Regions from separate parts of the Mus musculus genome. Here region 1 is linked to region 2. A link is a contact called in public promoter capture Hi-C data. All regions are on one chromosome and are shown on one strand. Each heading gives the region's core, a stretch centred on a gene start, on an enhancer-like site or on the middle of the called end of the contact. The rest is flanking DNA. Distances are from core to core; before and after follow the strand shown.

Region 1 (2,741 bases), core at 202-2,701, 290 kb after region 2:
CTTCCATTAGCACAGAAATTGATACCCAGATGACCAGGACTTGGGGCTTGTATTTTTTTCTCAGTAAATAATTCTGATATTAAAGTTCCCTAAACTTCATGTGTCTTATCTATTAAAATGGCATCCCTGAAACAGCATCTTCTAAAGTGTTGTAAGGATTAACTGAACTAACACATAGCAGGGATCAGTGGCACTTCTGTCCGAGAAACACTAGCTAAGAAACCCATCTTCTTCATGACAGAAGGAACTGGCATGGAAGGAGCACCATGTTTGATGTTGGCATTATTAAAGAGAAGCCACTATAAATACAATGGCTACCAGCTTAGTCCATCTTGTTATTAGCTAAGTCTGAAGATGCACAAGGGCCATAAAGACAAACCTGGAGCATTTTCTCCAAAGAGCACAGTATTTGATTATATATTACTATACTGGACATAAAACCTAGGGCCTCAATTGACCAATGGGTTATATCCACAGCTCTCTTTTGACTTCTCTTTTTGAGACAAGTTCTCACTAATTTCCTCCTGCTTGCCTTGAACCCCCTCTTCATCCCAGACAGGCCTTGAACTAAATGGAGTCATCCAGTATCAGCCTCCTAAGTAGCTGGGATTGCAGGCATATACCAACAGAGCCAGATCAAAGGTTGCAATTTTCCAGCATCGAAAGCTTTGTAAATACTAACAGCTCTTCAGCAGGGCATGGTGGCATGTTCCTGCACTCCTAAATACTTAAGATGCTTAAAGCAGGAAGATTAAGGTCTCAGCCAGCCTGGGCAACACAGTATGGCCTTGGCTACACTTCAAAAATCCTTTGCAGTTTTTGAAATGCCAAGTCTAGAGATTGGGACTGTAGTTTTAGCTAGAAGAGTGCTGTTTTAACAGGGTTGGAATCCTGGGTTTAAACCTCAGTATCACACAAAGTGGGTGTTGTTGTGGATGTGTCTGTAATCTCGGCATTCAGGAGGTGGAATCAGATGGGTTTGGTGTTGAAGGTCAGCTTTGGCTGCTCAATGAGTTCTAGACTAGCAGAGAACACGAGATGCTGTTACAAAAGGAGAAAGGAGGAAAGATAAGGAGGGAAGAGAGGGAGGGAGAAAGAGAAATGCCCAATCTAATTTCTGGAATCTAAATTTTCTACAGCCTGAAGATGCACAAGGGCCAAACATGCTGCTTTGAGAAAGAAGATTCTGATTTTAGGGTATGAAGGATGAAAATAAGCTATTTAACGAGGATCTGGGTAGAGTGAGGCACACCTGTAATTCTAGGTCTTGGAAAATGGACGCAAGAGAACAGGCAGTTCAAGACCATTCTCAGCTACATAGTGAGTTAAAGGGCAGCCTGGGACACAGATTTTGCCTCAAAAGAAATAAAAATGCAGGGAGAATGTGAACGGGAAGGAAGTTCCTCTTCATCTCCTGTATAGCACCTCCACCTGCTGGTCATCCGAGGAATAACCAACCAAGCAATGCTGGAGCAGGCACCAAGTAGAACCCTCGACAGCCTATTGGGCCCCATTGTTCTTTCTTAATGAGCCGCCTAAGCACTCCACTGTTATCAGATAAGCAGGTAACAACACAGTGTGTATCAATTTCTTGTGTCCACTATAACGAATTATTACGAACACAGTGACTTAAAGCAACAGACATGTATTCTTCACAGTCCTAGAGGTCAGAAATCCCAAAGTGTGTGTGTGTGGGGGGGTGGGGGAGGGGGGTGCTTGAGTGTGCGTGAGCCAGAGTTCCGTGTTAATGTCTTCCTTGGTAGATCCTCCGGTCATCATGTTTTGAGACAGGGCTTCTCGTTGGCCTTGGAACTCGCTGCTTTGACTAGATTGGCTGGCTAGCAAGTCCCAGGGATCGTCCTGTTTCTGGCTCCCGAGCCCTGAGATTATACATTCTGGTTGCCACATTCGGCTTTTCTGTGGGTGCTGGAGATTAAACTCAGGTCCTCGACTTTGAAGAACAAGCGTTTTACACATTTAGCCATCTCCCCAACCTCGTTCACTCCATTTTTATTACTCTTTAATTTATTAATAATTAATATATAGGACTGACCTGCCGGACAGTGTGTGCGGAGTGGATGGCACACAGAGTGCTAAGTTTTGTGTTTGGATTTGAGGGTAGAAAAGGAAAAGGGAGGGGTGTGCTGCCAGGCAGTGGAGGGCAGGAAGTGGCGCTGCAAGGGAGCGCTCCCACAGGTGTGCCTGTGAGTGCATTGCTGGTGCCTAAGGAGGACAAAAGGGCGTCAGAACTCTTTTTTTTTCCTTTCTTTTTTTCTTTTCTTTTCTTTTTTTTTTTTTTTTTTTGGTTTTTCGAGACAGGGTTTCTCTGTGTAGCCTTGGCTGTCCTGGAACTCACTTTGTAGACCAGGTTGGCCTCGAACTCAGAAATCCGCCTGCCTCTGCCTCCCAATTGCTGGGATTAAAGGCATGCGCCACCACGCCCGGCTTGCGTCAGAAATCTTGACGCTGGAGTAAAGAGCATTTATGCAGCAAGCTCTCTTAACTTCAGAGCCACCTCTCCAGCCATAAAGCTATTTCTTTTTAAATTTTTTAAAAAATGTCTTAAAAAAAAAAGATTTGTATATTTATGTGAATACACTGTCTCTGCCTTCAGACACACCAGAAGAGGGCGTCAGATCCCATTACAGATGGTTGTGAGCCACCATGTGGTTGCTGGGCCTGACCTTTTATTTATTTATTTTTTTTGTAATGGTGAAAACTTGGAGATCATAATAATGTTA
Region 2 (2,700 bases), core at 111-2,610:
GGGCAAAAGACTAAACAACAATCCCTTGATTCACCTGCAACCTAAAATTTAATAAATTGATATTATCTTAAGTATAGAAAATATTTTGCTAGTTCTATTGAAATAATCATATAATAAAATACAAATCTAAAATCTTTTTTAAAATCTCAACATAATTTCATAATTATGTACTATAAAAATATTAAAGAGACACATCTATAACACTTTTACTTGGAGATTTGCCATGTTCTAATTTTGAAAGAGTCATTCCTCTTATAGTTACAGATTCTGACTCTATTATTCTGCCCAAAAACTATATATAGGCACTATTTAAAAACCATACACAAAAAGTGGGGCAGAAACTCAACTATAATAGATTTCTAAGTAAATTCTCCCCACGCTCTTCCTATGGATGGCTAGACACTCTGGCCGTGTATGAGGGAAAACCAAGAGTGGAAGGACAGAACAACGAAAGGACTTCATCACTCCAGCTCCCATCTCCTCTACTTAGTGTTGCAATGAGTTCTATGGCATCCATGAAGACCAAACTGGGGACCATTCTTGAGCTCATCCAGAAATTCGAACTTGTCAGGAATGAAGGTGTTGCTATCTTAAATAAGTACTGCAACTACCACCTAATCTGATGCTCTATCACTGTCCATAGCATTATTCAGAGTATGGATGAAGTTACCTGAAGGAGGCTACAGGCAAAGTTTTACAAATTGGAAATGGCTTCCACTGGAGGGCACACTCATGCTTTTCTGGCATATACGTACTCTCGAACCAGTATGTGGGGAAGTGCTAAGCAACAATTAGTAGCCACTGAAGGCAAAGGTGTTTTGAGAAACGGACTTTAACCTTTTCTGCTTCAGAGCGCAAAGAGAAACAGAAATTATTTTTAAGTAGTGCTTTTACTAAACAATGGGCGGAAAAATGGAGGTATTTTTAGTAAGCATATGAGATTTTCCAAAATGGTCATAGACAGCAATTTAAACTCATGTTTCATTTCCACTTGTATTTACCTCCGCGTTTTTTGAGATTGTCAGCTTTCATTTTACTTCTGCTTCTAAATTCAGGCCCTTTAAAATCATCTTTGTCTTCATTCAGCACTGGCTCTGGTTGTACAATCACTGTACCTAGAATGATTTCATTTAAAAAACCAATTACACATATGAAATGTGCAAGTGAAGTGCAAGACTTCAGATCAAGCCAACATTGCTGGTACATAGTTTGTATAAGGACCACGGGCTAGTAGTAAACGGGCCAAGTGTCAGCAAATTACTTATTCAAGTTTAGTTCATAAAAACAGGAGGGAGGTATCATGAACTAAAAGAAATGTGTCAGTCAAATAGAAAGCCTCAGCCCAGCTCCCCGTGTTTACAGTGCCTATGACAAAAGCTCTTAGGAAATGACCTTTCATGCCAGGTTCCCTAAACAGTCTAAAGTAACTGGCAGAAAGCGAAAGACAGCCTATTTTTCTCACAGTCCAAATTGGAAAAAGAACTTTAAAGATTTTTAAGAGTTCTTCAACCTTGCTTCGGAGGGAGGGGGCTTGTGGAGGGTAGGAAACAGTAAAGTTCACTCTATTGCTGCTATACCTAGTCTACACAATTTCCCCCGGAGTACAGCGAAGCTTCACCAGCATTCATAGTCCTTGAAGAGTTTTAAACAGAAGGTCACTTTAAGACACTTAAAACTGAAGTAGTCAACCAATTAACCGTAGAATGAGACCATTTTTGTTGATGTCTATTAAAATGTTTTAGAAAGACTATCCTAACTAAAACCTCCAGGCTGAGGAGAAAATAAATACAACAAACATCATAAAAAAGCTCCAAGCCGGGGCTAGAGAGATGGCTCAGTGGTCAAGAGCACTGGCTGCTCTTCCAGAGGTCCTGAGTTCAATTCCCAGCAACCACATGGTGGCTCACAACCAACTGTAATGAGATATGACGCCCTCTTCTGGTGTGGCGAAAGACAGCTACAGTGTACTCATATACATAAATGAATAAATCTTTAAAAAAGGAAAAGATCCAAGCCTCAACATTTATGTGCATTACTGGGCTTAGTACTAAACTGGCCATTATAAGAACAATTTAACTCAATGCAGGGAGTTGTCACAGTTCCATATGAAACACAGGGATGTGTAAAAGCACCAAGTAGATTTTAGCAAATTATTGCCATCTAGTTGGTGTTAATAATTAAACGGAGAAGTATAAAAAAGGCCAGGAGGGCACAGAGGACTGATTACAGTCCACTACAGTAAACTTAAAGACTCACATCCCAAAACTGGTAGTTGTAAATGACGGTCACTTCATGTATGTACTTTCAGAGAAGCCCCAGGGTTTGCAAAGAGCTCTCAAGATTTAAGAACTAGTGTTCCTTCCTGAAGAGTGTTCTAAACAAAAGCAAAGCTGTGGTAGCAAGAGGATCCACTAGCACTGGCTTAAGACAGGTCTGAGCTAAAATCTGTGCTTCACAGAAATAAAAAAATCCCTTGAAGCTCTGAATTTGATCCTAAACTTCTAACAGTCTAGAAGCAATAACTACTATATTACATTGTTTACAACAGTGGTTCTCAACCTGAGATTCAGCACCCCCTTGGGCGTCAAACAACACGTTCACAGGGGTTGCCTAAGACTATTGGAAAATACAAATATTTACATTACAATTCATAAAAACAGCAAAATTACAGTTATGAAGTAGCCAGGAAAATAAATTTAT

What was found. Capture Hi-C pulls out chosen DNA fragments and counts their contacts.
Region 1: a promoter capture Hi-C map of liver shows a contact between it and region 2. The contact joins two enhancer-like sites. A contact is called at or near these places in 3 of 39 promoter capture datasets (hippocampal neurons, pre-B cells and stem cell-derived epiblast-like cells), 1 of 115 datasets of contacts at active chromatin or transcription factors (embryonic stem cells) and 2 of 9 other capture datasets (adipose tissue and liver).

What each region holds. Positions count from the first base shown.
Region 1 is chrX:106,169,835-106,172,575 of GRCm38.p6, forward strand. No RefSeq gene overlaps it. Among named protein-coding and RNA genes, the nearest start is that of Pgk1, 16 kb to the right of the region's middle. Within about 2 kb of position 1,452, at least 51 of the 459 cell types and tissues checked have an H3K27ac peak or open chromatin away from gene starts, as enhancers often do. A contact at or near this core is called in liver, where this site is marked.
Region 2 is chrX:105,883,306-105,886,005 of GRCm38.p6, forward strand. Atrx (ATRX, chromatin remodeler) reads right to left here. Exons shown (of 35, transcript NM_009530.2): 6 at 1,002-1,115. Among named protein-coding and RNA genes, the nearest start is that of Gm23656, 11 kb to the left of the region's middle. Within about 2 kb of position 1,361, at least 2 of the 459 cell types and tissues checked have an H3K27ac peak or open chromatin away from gene starts, as enhancers often do. A contact at or near this core is called in liver, where this site is marked.